Regions from separate parts of the Rattus norvegicus genome. Here region 2 is linked to region 1. A link is a contact called in public Hi-C data. All regions are on one chromosome and are shown on one strand. The core of a region is the stretch at or near the end of the contact, and the rest is flanking DNA. Distances in the headings are between cores, read along the strand shown. Region 1 holds the start of Mtmr4 (myotubularin related protein 4). Region 2 holds the start of Supt4h1 (SPT4 homolog, DSIF elongation factor subunit).

Region 1 (7,186 bases), core at 2,753-5,252:
GAGCTGATCTTCCCATTGGGCTCTCGATGCTGATAAGCCCCCACTACCTGTCAAGCAACCTGCCCCGCCTGCTGATCTGAGGGGAATTCCTAAGGAATACCCATAGCTAGCTGAAGTCACTCTGCTCCCAAACACCAAGAGAGAAGAAAAGAGAGAATCCATGCTCAGGGAGGAAGCAGGAGACCCAAGGACAGCCAGGGGAGAGAGAAGGCCTGGCAGACACCTACGGGGGAGGGGGGGGCACGACATCTGAGAGGACAGATGGGGGAAGCTGGGAAGGAGCATTAGCCAGGGGGAGGAGGGGAAGACTGGGGATGATTCAGAGATACAGAACCCTGCAGAGGCAAGGAAGATGGAGAAAAGAGGCTGTCTGGGGGACAGTCAAGGAGAAAAGACTGGTATGTCAGGTGAACGATGGAGTATGTGTGGGAGAGGGGACTGGAGACCTAGAGACAGCTCACAAACATCTAAGCTTCTCTTTCAGCCCCATAACATCCCACACAGCCTACTAGGCACATCCTACATCCCCAAGCAAGGATATGGCGGGTGGGACCAAGATGGAGAGGAGGAGGTAATGGGATGTACCCCTGCAGGGCGGGGCCTGGAAATCTGCAGTCAAGGGCAGTGACTGCAGAGTCAGAAAGAATCACAGAATTTGCATCCCCAGTACCCGCTTTCTTGAAGCAAGTCAGAGAAAAGAGCTAACCCACTTCCCCTGTCCCTAAGGTTTGGGGTCATGCCGGGGTCTTTGGGCAGGACTGTGGGTACAGCGTGCGTTGGGTGCTCCCCCAACCCCCGCCCCAGGCCCTGGCAGGACAGGCCTGGCACTTACGAAGCAGCTAAGCATGGAGCAGGAGACGCGGGCGGTCAGGCTCATGGTCGCGGGCTGTCTGGACCAGCGCACATGTCCCGGGAGCCGCTGCGCTGCCCGCCAGCCCCGGACGCCCGCTGCATCCCGGCTGCGGGGCCCGCCTGATGCAGCTGCGGCCAGAAGCGAGCACCCTGGCGCCAGGACCCAGCCTCTGCTCCCGCGCGCCTCTCCCCTCCTCTCCACAATGGAGCGGGCCCGGCTCCGCCCTCCGGCAAGAGCGAGGAAGGGAGGGGAGCTCAGCGACAAGAGAGCCCAGGACGCCGCCAGGGAGGTGGAGGCGAAGGCGGAGGCAGAGAGGCTCCCGGGCCCCGCCCGCCGCCCTAGCTCCTCCCCACCCCGCAAACCCTGGGCGGCGGGGGAGACAACCATCACCACCACCACCACCCCTCCTGGGAACTCTAGGGACATTCTAGAGTGGGACCGGGGACCGCCCCAGGACTGCTCAGAAAGGAGAAGCAAGTCCGCCCACACCTTTTTATTTCCCATCTTTCCAGGTGTGCTACCCGACACCCTGCTTGTCACACATTTCCCACTCTCTTCCCTTCTCCCAGAGTACTCTCTAAGCTTGCTCAGATCCCAGACGGAGCGCTCTCCCCATGTTCTTCACAGCCCCCAGCCTTCCTATTTCCCTCCGAAACCACGGCCCACCACGCTCCATTCATCTGCCTCCCTGCTTTCACTAAACTTCTTTTGTCCTCTTAAAAAGAATATTGGTCTGGTGTTATCTTAGCGGTCATTCCACACTTCTGTAAGGGAAACCCTTGGAATTTTTTATTCCACCATGCCCCCTCCAAGCCCTCCTAAATTCTATCTCTCCCTTGATTCACACCACCTGATCGAAAAGAAAATCCTTTGGAAGAACTTCTTAGTCTAAGAGAAGAACTGGGATTATGGGCCACTCGAGTTACAGAAAACAACAACAATAACAAAACCCAGAAGTAGAGCAATCAATGGTGTTGGGTAGGGAGCCAAGGAGTAAGTAGTGAGTGATAAGCAGCTTAGTGTTTCCAAAAGTAACAGAAAGCTTACTAGAACTCTTACACTTCCCGCACCTGGTAACTTTCACAAACCAGGGCTTTTGTTTTAAGGCCTTGGGATGAATTTTTAATCAAGTACTTACAATAATGGCCAGCAGTGTCAAACATTACCCTAACTCTCCAAGAATGAAGGGAGATCCTGTTTCCGCAGGTGAGACTTTAGGCTTAGAGAGAAACTGTGCAGTTCTCCTAAGTAGTGGTGCTAAGAAGGAGACTCACTGTGAAGCACACACTGTTCTTGGTGCACCACCAAAACCGAAAAGGGGATGAGCTAGAAGTCCAAGGGAGCAGGGTCAGTGGTAGGCTCTCTGAAAAGAGCCTGGGCTAGTGCACACGTCACAGATATGTGTGGGTCTCCACAGGACGGGGAAAAGGAGGGAATCCGCCCACTGACTGAATTCACTGACCTGTGAGCCCTGAAAGGAACTGGAGAGATACAAAGGATGGTTCTTGTCTGGAGAGGGCTTCAGGCGTGTCTTTCTCATCTTACTGCCCTCCGACTAGGACAGAGACGGCCCACCCCCACTGACATTCAGGGCACCTTCAGAATGCTGTCCTGGTAGACATTCAGTCAGTTGTCGCCTGCAGTGGCTTAATAGACAGCAACACCTGGGGACTGGAAGAGGCCTACAGTTTGGGTGGAATCATTCCTGGGACAGCACCAACAATATATTCATGCGACCCGGCTGAGGTTCAGGGATCTGATTTTTTTTTTTTTTCCTTTTAAGACACGGGGTCTTGGAGCTGGAGAGATGGCTCAGCGGTTAAGAGCACCCACTGCTCTTCCAGAAGTCCTGAGTTCAATTCCCAGCAACCACATGGTGGCTCACAACCATCTGTAATGGGATCTGATGCCCTCTTGTGGTGTGTCTGAAGACAGCTACAGTGCACTCGTATACATACAATAAATAAACATAAAAAAAAAAAAAAAAGAAAACATGGGGTCTTTTCTGGAACTCACTACATAGACTTGGCTGAGAATCACCTGACTCTGTCCCTAAGAGATGTGATCAAAAGGCTGTGCCACCACGCCCTGAAGTTCAGGAATCTCAGATAGAAAGACTAGTTTTCTTTTTTCTTTTCTTTTCTTTTTTTTTTTTTTTTTTTCTCAGAGCTGAGGACCAAACCCAGGGCCTAGCAAGCATTTTACCACTAAGCTAAATCCCCAACCCCAAGACTAGTTTTCTTACACCAGAAAATGCATAGTTTTAACCAGGGATCAAAGAAAAGTAAGAGGAGACAGAGCAGTTCGTTAGTGTAAGAAGGAATGACCCAACACGGAGAAAAACTACAATGTCCTGAGTGCTATTTGGTGCCTGGTTTTTTTTTTTCAATCCTAAGAAACCATAGCTCAGTGTTAGAGTACTTGCCTATCAAGCACAAGGCCCCACACTGCATTCACCTGCAATCCTAACACTTAGGAGACGGAGGCACAAGTCAAGGCTGGCAGGGCTACATTTCTAGTACGAGGCTAACGAAGACTTTACAGTAAAAACCTGTCTCAAAACACCACCGCCCACCAGAAAGAAAAAGTAACAGGGCAAATGCGCCTGTTTAGGAAGTGAACAGAGTATCCCGGAGCACTGAGGCCAAGAGAGGTGGGACAGCTTCACTGAGACAGACTGCAAGATACATAGACACATAGTGGTATGAGGGGAAAGGAGTACTCACCATTCTACCTTGGCGAGGGTCCTGGCTGCCTGCTCGTCACTAAAGGAGACAGAACACAAGAGGAAAGTGTGCTGATCATTAACATCACCAGAGAATCAATAAATGTCACACACGGGTCTACCCCTGACCTTCTCTGCAACTCATTTTCCTCCATCACAGAGGATCCAGCCTCTCAGTAAGTCATCACACCAGTCAGGCAATGGAAGAAGCAACAAGTGAGACTGCCCGGTGAGAATTCCACCACAAAAGTTCCTGAGCAGAAATAAGTATCATCCAAGCTTACTCAGCAGAACCCAAGCGTTCTGATTCCCACTCCAAACCCTGCTCTTTACAAAAGAGAAGAAATGCCAACTCTGAAGAGACAAAGACTGCCCAACTGGGACTCACTTTTGGCCCTGGTAGGGGCATGAATCCACAGGGCTGTTCGGCCATTCTCTGAGTCTAGGAGTAGCACCCACCTGACCTGTTACTGGGGGCAGAGTCCAGAGCAGAGGACAAGAGGGAGAGGACCACAACCTGTGATAAAAGAGCAGCAGGGTTGGCCCGGTCCCGCTGAGCATACTTGAGACCAAGTAGGTGAAGGTTAGAGGGAGGAGGCCACACAACAGGAGCAGAATTAGGCCAATCCGGCCTGGAATCAACATCTGTCAAATGGGTCGAATTAACAAGGATTTCAAGTAAGGCCTCCTAGGCCCACTTAGGGAGCCAGGTCTGAGTTTCACTGACACTCCATGTTTGGTATGCTCGAGGGGTGTGCAGCAGAGTCCCACAGGAGGCTGCGGCGATTAAAGCCTCCATTGTGATCCTACCAACCTTCCCTCCCTCACGGGGGAGCCCGCAAGCGGCCAGCCGGAGGTGCTGCCTCACGGCTCACTGGCACGCAGCCTGAGAAACAAGAGAGAGGAAAGGAGCGACCAGGACCAGGCCTAGGAGGCCCGGGGTTTTCACAGTTAGGGACTCTGGTCTTGGGGTGGGGGGTGGGGGAGGACGCGCTAGGCAGGGAGGAGATCCAGGTGCCCAGGTTTTAGGGGCGGGGCTAAAGGTTCGGAGGCGGAGCCCCAAATGACAGAGGGCGGGACTCAGGAGAGCCGGCGAGGGCCGGGCAGGACTTGGTCGTTGTGGTTCCCAGGCTGGCAGTGCACGGGGTACAGTGACTCACCCAGGCGGCGTTCGCCCGACCCTCCAAAGCCGCGCTCTCACCACTTCCGTCTCCCGCAGCAGCTGAGGCCGCGCAGCTCGAACCCCACCACGGTCCCTTCTCCCCAACCAATCGTATCTCCAGCCTCTACCCGCCCTGGCCAATAGCCACGCGAAGTCCCGCCCTGCCCTACCACGCAGCCGCCGCCCTCACTCTCCACGCTGCTCACTGGCCCAGTGGGCAGACGCCCTCTCAGCCTGTAACCTATCCGGCACCCAGAGACCGGACGGTACCTGGAGGGAGGAGGCTTGGCGCCAGAGAGCAGACGCGACCAATAGGAAATCACAGCGCGTCCCTCTGGCAACCAATAGGAGAGGAGTAAGAGGGGTCGCAGACTACGGCTCCGGGGGCAGGAAGTACGGCGGCCTGTCGCCTACTGGTAGCGCAATTGGAGGGCGGGACATTGCGGGGGAATGTTAGCAGTCACTTCCGGTGACGACCCCGCCCTAGTGGTAGTTCTCAAGTGACCTCGCGGTGGCCCCGCGATTTAATCCAGTCGTGTTTCTGTTTCGCTGCAGTAATGCGATAATGGAAGGGCAGCTTGCAGGCTAGGAAAGGGGAAGGTCCCTTCCCATCTTTTCAGTTCCATCACTCTCGTGCTTCATCCCCTGGTCTATGGAAAAGAAAATACTTCTGGAATTTTTTTTTTAAGTCTGCGAAAGAGAAGAGTTGAGTTCGCGGACTGCTGAAGCTTGAAATGGAAAACTTGAAAGACCTTCCAAGAAGGCCTATGTAAAGCAGCTCTCGGACGGGCAGCGCTGGCGTTTCCCTTGGCGTAACTGGACTGGATCTTACGACCTACAATTGTTAACGACCGACCTTGCCGTCCTTCGAGACCTGCATTGGCCGCCAATCCTGAGTCTTTCAGCCAAAAGAGAAAAACTGGATCTGACTGCCATTAGCTAGCTGCGGCTTCCTAGTCTGTAAGAGGGTAGAGGAACAAGACCGAAGCGCCCTCCACCGGGACTGAAATCACCAGTAACGCTGGAGGTCTCGTGATCCGCGCCCCTACTAACTAAACAGAAATGGAAAAGATTCCGATTCTCGACAGATAGTGTAGGTTCTGGAGTGGGTCTCAGCGCTCAAACACCAGGCTAGTGTCCTTAGATCTTAGTTTATGAAGCACTGGAACTTTTAGTACAGTTTCTAAGTCACAGGAAACAGATACCTCGCCTGAGTTCACTGTTTCAGTTCCAGGATCTAGAACCGGGGTCTAACCTAGCAAAGGCTTGATACTGACTCTCCTTGGGGACTATGCTGTTTTGTCTCGTTTTTTCCTATGTCCCAGCACTTTAATTACAGGACTGTCAGCATTTGTTCAGTGCTCTACCAAAAACTTCATGGAATTTAGAGCTTAATTCTGCATATCTATTTACCCAAATCTGGGGAAAACCGGAAGTCAGAGGTTGCCATGTAGTTAATACCTTGATTTACGCAAAAGCAGCTACAGGGGCTGGAGAGATGGCTCAGCGGTTAAGAGCACCCGACTGTTCTTCCAGAGGAGTTCAATTCCCAGCAACCACATGGTGGCTCACAACCATCTGTAAAGAGATCCGATGCCCTCTTCTGGTGTATCTGAAGACAGCTACAGTGTACTTATATGTAATAAATGAATAAATCTTTAAAGAAAAAAAAAAAGCAGCTACAAAATGAAGGTATTATTTATGGGAAGCGTAGAGGCTTGAGGCTCAGAAAATGGAGGCAGAATAAAAATAGTCAAGATGGACAAAGCCAGGCTGTGTTGTAAGCGGAGTGAACTCTATTAGGGGAATTTTTCTCCTTTCTGTTTCCTACTAAAAACCAGAAACCAGTACCCTGAGTCATAGGAGCTATGTTTCCAGGAAATGCGTAAAAATACAGAGACACCTGGAGCCACATATAGGTTAGTTTATTTCCTCTGAGTCTCTGAGAAGTCAGCAGGGATATAAGGCGAACTGGTAGGAGCTGCAGGGGGCCTGAGCAGAGCTGATGCAGGGAGAGAGGCCGGCGTGGGCTGGTAGAAGAGATTTAAATATTCAGGTCCAAAAGCCAGTTAGTGAGTCTCCTTCATCTGTCTTTGGATTTTGTGTAGCATCTCCTGCATCCGCCGCAGCTGAAATAGGTGCACAGATCAGAACAAGGTGTACTGAAGAAGTGCCCCCCAGATTCTAATCCCTTGAGTCTGGGGCTTTGGTGGCCCTTATGTATGACGAAAGTGGCAGAACCACTCAACAGCCCACATATGTATCAGAGCATAAGTATAGGTCCTTCTGTTCCCAAGCCAAGAGAGAGTGAGAATTATCAATGGGGCTTCCCAAGGCTGACGGCACAACTCTCACCTCTTCATCTTTCTCCCGGATGAGCTTCTCAGTTTCTGGATCTGTCCCTGGTGGGACAGCAGGGATAGGGAAGTCAGTACCACTCTCTCTT
Region 2 (6,499 bases), core at 3,643-6,142, 150 kb before region 1:
GGACAGGAAAGACACTTACTGACGCGCTGCCACTTGGAGACCCAGCTGTCCTCTGGACTCATCATCGCGATGATTCTAGAGAGGGAGGACGAAGAGTCAGCCTGAGCCTGCCCTGCCAGAGGGGCTGCTGAGCACAGCAGGAACAGCTCCAGGCAAGGCACCACTGAGGAAGGGAGTGACAAAGGCCTTGCAGTCTATGTCCAGCCAGTAAGAAGAGCTTTACCTGTGGATGTCCAGTACTGAAGACACCCAGCCCAATCACGAGGGGGTCTGGAGCCTGGTACAAAGGAGTCAAAACAATGGATCCTTTTCCTGAAAGCAAACTGGACTTGGACAACCCCTTCCTTTAATGAGCTGTGCAGTCTCAAGCACAGCTGGAGACATTTCACAGATTCTCACCAGTGAGACTAAGGCCGAGACAGTACAGACACCGACAGAGTAGACGCCAAGTGTCCCTTCCCATTCCAACAGTCCTTTGACAGATAGCTCTGCTTCCATAGGCTGAGGAGCAGAAAGCCACTAAAGGGCTAGAAAGCCACTACATGAGTAGACAGGTGCTATGGGTTATTGGTTATTCATCCACCCAGTCAATAGTTACTAGGACTGGCACTGCTGACTGCCTCCTCCATGGCTGCCCATTTCCCCAGCAGCAACGCTGATGTCCAGGAGGGGAAGAAGGGTAAAAGAGCAAGCAGCTCTGCAGTGATCCGGGACAGATGGTTACACAGGCTCTCCCACCAGCTCTGGACTTCCTCTGCCCTTCACAATCGACCCTCTCAGTAATATTTGAAAAGTCCTTTCTACCTCATCTCAACTTTTTCTGAAATCCTACAATTTTAGTCAGGCCTGATCAGGCAGTCTGCAATTCCAGTCACTCAGGAGGCTAAAGCAGATTTCCAGTCCAAGGTCTATTTGACCAACTTAAAAATAACCCTGTTTCCAAAATAAATTTAAAAAGAGGGTTGATCTATTATAGTAACAACTATCTTTTTTTTAAAGATACATGTATTTATTATATATAAGTACACTGTAGCTGACTTCAGACACACCAGAAGAGGGCATCAGATTCCATTACAGATGGTTGTGAGCCACCATGTGGTTGCTGGGAATTGAACTCAGAACCTCTGGAAGAGAAGTCAGTGCTTTTAACCGCTGAGCCATCTCTCCAGCCCTAACAATTATAAAAATATAATCCACACTCAGCAGGGTGGCTCTACAAAGACAACAAATAAGAAAGCCAGGAGAAGTACACACCTATAATCCCAAGGCTCTGGACATAGAGGTAGGTGGATCTCTTTGAGTTTGAGGCCAGCCAGGAGACAGAGAAACCCTGTCTCAAAGAAAAAAATACAAAATAATAATAAACAAATCCGCAAACAAACAACACAAGAACCCCAACCAAACAACACAAGAACAGAAACCCAGAAAGCAGTAGGAGTTAGGAAGGAGGGAGAAACTGGAACCTTAAAGAACTAGTTGTTACATTATGACACAGCCATTCTATGAACACACACACCCAAAAGCCCTGACACAGGGGCTTAAGGCTGTAAGTGTAGTTAATCTACTAAATGTACTCTTCACAATGGGCACAAGGTAAGAAACCACGGCATCAGCAGATGATAATCTTTTAAAAATCTGTGTTTTATATATAGTAAAAATAGCGGGGCTGGAGAGATGGCTCAGCAGTTAAGAGCACTGACTGCTCTTTCAGAGGTCCTGAGTTCAGTTCCCAGCAACCACATGGTGGCTCACAACCATCTATAATAGGAGCTAATGCTCTCTTCTGGGGTGACTGAGAGAGTGACAGTGTACTCACATAAAACAAATAAATAAATATTTAAAAAAAATAGCAAACTTGGGTTGGGGATTTAGCTCAGTGGTAGAGCGCTTGCCTAGGGAGCGCAAGGCCCTGGGTTCGGTCCCCAGCTCCGAAAAAAAGAACCAAAAAAAAAAAAAAAAAGCAAACTTTAAAGAGAAACTTTTGGAAACTGGTAAGGCTGCTCAGTGATTAACAGCACACACTGCTCTTCAAGAGGACACAAGTGTAGTTCCCAGCATCCACACAGGACAGGTCATAACTGCCTGTAACTCTAGCTCCAAGGACTCTGGCCTTTTTGGGCCCTTGTAATCATGTGCACCTAGCCACACACATATACATAATTTAAAAACAAAGCATATCTTTAAAATAATTTTTTCCTGTGATTGCTTTTTAATTGAATTTTTAATTTACATTTCAAATGCTATCCCCTTTCCTGGTTTCCTGTTCATAAACCCCTTATCCCACTCCCCCTCCCCCTGCCTCTATGAGGGTGTTTCCCCACCCACTCACCCATCCCTTCCTGCCTCCTTACCCTGACATTCCCCTACACTGGGGCATCCAGCCTTGGCAGGACCAAGGGCTTCTCCTCCCACTGGGACCCAATAAGACCATCCTCTGCTTTAAACAGGTTAAATTGATAAGGATTCAAAGTGACTCTTATGTCTTTCAAAGCAGCCAGCACAGGCGTTCCCTTATAGATGAGAGTGACTCCAGTTTACTTTTGTATTTTTAGATGCAGGTCTCAAGATGCGGCAGAGGGCTACCTGACACTTGTCTTCCCCCCAAGCCCACCCTCATCTTAAGCTAGGACTGAAGGCTGCATCAACACTCCCAGCTTTGTCACTCATCATCAACCTTGAATGGCTGATGAAGAAACAAAGGGGTGAGAATACAGGAAATGTGCATTTGCAGGCACAGGAGCTAAAGGTTCCAAACCTGCATCTCTGTGCCCAATCTTTCATTCTCCCCTAGAGGAGATCAGACCCACCTTCACAGAACTTTAACAAGCACTAACCTTACGCAGTCTTTAATTGGCCTGCAGTCCAGAAGAAACATAGCAGTGCTGCTGCCTTGAAGAAAAAGACCAGACCACTTTTGCTTCTCCCATTTTGTTTTATTATCATTTTTTCTAGTTAACTTACTTGGGGTTATGTGCACGAGCTTGCCGCGCACCCTCTCTCACATATGGATGCCAGGGTGAATGTGTTGTGGTCAGAAAACAATTCCAGGGACTCAGTTCTCTCCTGCCACCTTGTGGGATCCAGGGACTGAAGTCAAGGTTATCAGGTCTGCCATCAGGCATCTTAACCTGCTGGGATATCTAGCTGGTCTTGTTTGAAACAGGGTCTCATGTAGCTCAGGCTGGCCTCAAACTCACTACACATCTGAGGCTTGTTCTGAACCCCCCACTCTCTGGTGTCGCCCTCTTAGATGATGCGATTATAGGTGCAAGACACCATATTCACCAAGAAAATGTATGAGGGAATGGATTACTGTACTGTACCCCTTCATTTTCAAAACAGATCTTTCATGTAGCCAACCTTTTTGGAGGAGCATTAGGAATTAAACCAGGGGGGCTGGAGAGATGGCTCAGAGGTTAAGAGCCCCGACCGCTCTTCCAGAGGTCCTGAGTTCAATTCTCAGCAACCATATGGTGGCTCACGACCATCTATAATGAGATCTGATACCCTCTTCTGGTGTGCCTGAAGACAGCTACAGTGTACATACATACATAAAATAAATACATCTTTAAAAAAAAATGAATTAAACCCAGGCCTTGTAGATGGTAGTCACCTGCTCTACTGCTGCATTCTACTTCCAACCCTTCAACATTAAGGATCTACCACCTCGTATGTCCTGTGGCAGGCATTTATACACAACATAAACAGACTCAACTATAATTGAGTGGACAAGAGTTGTGAAGCATTGCTAAATAGGACTACAGAAAAAGCACACACCATTTTAAATGTCCTCTAGCCACTGTTTAAAACAGTAAAAGATGAAATTAACTTCAACATTTATTTTAACCAAATAACCCTAAAACATTATTTCTACTTTTAACTAATCTTTAAAAAAAGAATCAGATATTTGACATTCTATTTCCTCACGCTGAATGTACTGACACTTAAGCATATCCTAATTTGAACTAGCCACATGTCAAGTACTCAGCAGCCACAGATGCTCACAGGTACTGGGCTGGACACATAGAATTAGTAGCTCTCCAAAGAACTGTTAAGCTATTCTTAACATCCTCAAAAATCTGCCCCATACTAACGTCTTGAGTCATAGCCAAGATTGTGCAGAAGTAAAGAAAGGAACATGAAAGGGCCTTACCCATCAAATGAAGAGCTGGTGCAGTCGTACACCATCTCTCTGTTGCCCTTCATTTGTAGGTATGCATCGCAATTGTCACACCCATCATATTCAAACTGGTCTATAGTCTGGAAAGGAAAAGATACAGCCATTATGAGCATAAACGACGTCTTAATATTTCGACGAGGCCAACCTCTTCATCCTCTATATAATCCAACACCTACTGCTCTCCAAACGATTCCTAAACACTACCCTCACACCTCCCGTCCCTAACTCAGCTTACATATATTTTTTTCTAGTCTCTTTGGGGTCAGGTGTTCTCTTCAGCTACTCTCTCAGATGCTTTGGCTCCTAGCGTCTTTCCAGTCCAACACAGTAAGTTCACCGAACTCTGTTGGGGAAACAAACTTCTGCTAAGTTAAGCTGAGAACTGAAACGCAAACCCTAGCAGGCACGAATGCCCAGCTCACGTTCCTTGGACGTAAACAACGGCTCCCTTAGTCTTCCCACTCCCTGAATCTCAGGCCTTTTCTTTCCTGTGTCTGGCCCCATTTCACCCACTTTCTCCCATTTTGCCTCCTCAATCGCTCCTACAACCAAGGCTCCGACGGATACCTTGACTAACGAGCACAGCAAACAAGCTCGCAGATGCCGCAGGTCCTTTGGCACCGTCTCCAGGGCCATTCTCGCCGTATACGATAATACGGGTTCCACGGCCACAGGAAGTAAACAGATTATTACCCAGAATGCCGGTCGCTTCCTGTACGTAACTTCCGTTTCCGGTACAGACATTCGCAGGCCCCCCCCCTTGGAGAAGATGGTTTCTCCCGCAGGAGCGGTGGGCGGGGCAGCCGACAGCCACCTGGGCCGCGCGCGCCCCCGTCACCTGGACTCGCGAGAGCGAGCGGAAGACGGTGTGTCGGGGACTGTAGGGTTCGGCTGGGAGGGTAGAAGGGTGCGGTTGGAGCATGCGCAGGAGGCGTGGAGCGGAGCGGCTTGCGGAACTACGCAGCGCTACGCGGGCCTTTTGATGTAGCGGTCAGGCTGCAGGCCCGGGTTCTTTCCAGATTCCGGAGGAGGCCCTAGATTGTTTTGTTTGCTTATTTATTGAGACAGTAAATGGTAATTCCTAAAGTGGCCTCCAACTCTCAGAGCACCGGACGGTGACCTTGAACTCCTGATCTTCCTGCCTTTCAGAGTACTGGGATTATGGGCGCCCACCACCACACCTGTGTATTTGACTTTTCTGACATAAGGCCGACCTGGTACTCCCGGCCCTCGTCTCAGTCACCCGAATATTCAGAATACAAGCCCACCGCTTCACGCTAGGTTGTTTTAAAGCTTGAGCAATGAGTCTTGCCTTTCTGGATGTCTGCAGAGACAAAAACCCGAGGAGGCCCCACCCCTTCTTGTAACTGCGAGAGTGTGATAGGGTTTCCTTTGCTGTCCACAGGAATGCTAGCTTGAGCCGGGCCGACTGGGGGATGGGTAAGGGGGGTGTTGGGTAGGGGGAGACGCGTATTTAATTCCTCCTAAAAGCCTCTCGATTGCATGCCTGGCTCGTAATTTACGCTTTGTAAAACTCTTGGCACATTTAGACATAATTCCGTGAGAACATCTGTAGATTAGGTATCTCACTTCTCATACTCATCCCCCACCCTGGCTGCCATTGTACTGTGTAGGACGCAAAATTCCTTGCCTTCTAAAGTGGCACCCAGACACTATCCTGAGCGAATCATACAGAAGTACGAGGTCTGGTGCAGTGTGAACAGAGGAAAGGCTCTTCCTGACCGTTTTTGCAGGGACCCCCCCACAGGAATGGATACAGAGAAAGCACCATTTCTCTTGGAGTGTAGGCAAAGCCTAGTCATTTATGTTTATCTGAATTGGAGCGCTGGGATATAAATAGTTGCGATCCCTGCTGATCTGTCCTCCCGGGTCTTCTAATTGAACCTGAACCACAGCAAGACTGATTCTTGGCTTTGTCCCAAATTGCATTCAAATGGGGTCAGTGACTAGGTTTTAGATTCTTTCTAGCACTGGGAAATCTCTTTTCAGTTTGGAATATATTTTCACTATGCTATCTCATGTAAGTCTTGTATCAATTCTGAAGGAGGATCATTTTATTTATGGAAAAAGGCAGGCACCCTGCTGCAGAGCTGACTCAGGACCCACCACATAAAAGTTGAGCATGATGGTATGCTACTATAATCATAGCGCTGGGGGCCAGATAGGCTGATCCCAGGAACTCAGGCAAGTTCAAGGGAGGAGCCCTTTTGTTGTTTGTTATGTTTGTTTTGAAGGTCTTTGTTTTGAAAGTCTTTGTTATGTAGCTCTGGCTGTCCTGGAACTTGCCCTCGCACTCAT

What was found. A called contact is a pair of places that touch in the nucleus more often than the background predicts.
Region 2: a contact with region 1 is called in a Hi-C map of liver, with 2.9 times the contacts expected there. The contact joins the promoter of Supt4h1 here to the promoter of Mtmr4 in region 1. A contact is called at or near these places in 2 of 12 Hi-C or Micro-C datasets (frontal cortex and liver).

The regions. Positions count from the first base shown.
Region 1 is chr10:72,887,481-72,894,666 of GRCr8, reverse strand. It overlaps Mtmr4 (myotubularin related protein 4), which reads right to left and starts at 4,002. Exons shown (of 19, transcript NM_001105827.4): 1 at 3,967-4,002; 2 at 3,580-3,618. The coding sequence starts at 3,582. It overlaps Septin4 (septin 4), which reads right to left. Exons shown (of 12, transcript NM_001414335.1): 11 at 7,096-7,186; 12 at 6,649-6,869. The coding sequence ends at 6,810.
Region 2 is chr10:73,034,967-73,041,465 of GRCr8, reverse strand. It overlaps Supt4h1 (SPT4 homolog, DSIF elongation factor subunit), which reads right to left and starts at 4,892. Exons shown (of 5, transcript NM_001105828.3): 1 at 4,748-4,892; 2 at 4,154-4,260; 3 at 20-75. The coding sequence starts at 4,816. LOC134480847 (a long non-coding RNA gene) reads left to right here. Exons shown (of 2, transcript XR_010055726.1): 2 at 1-323.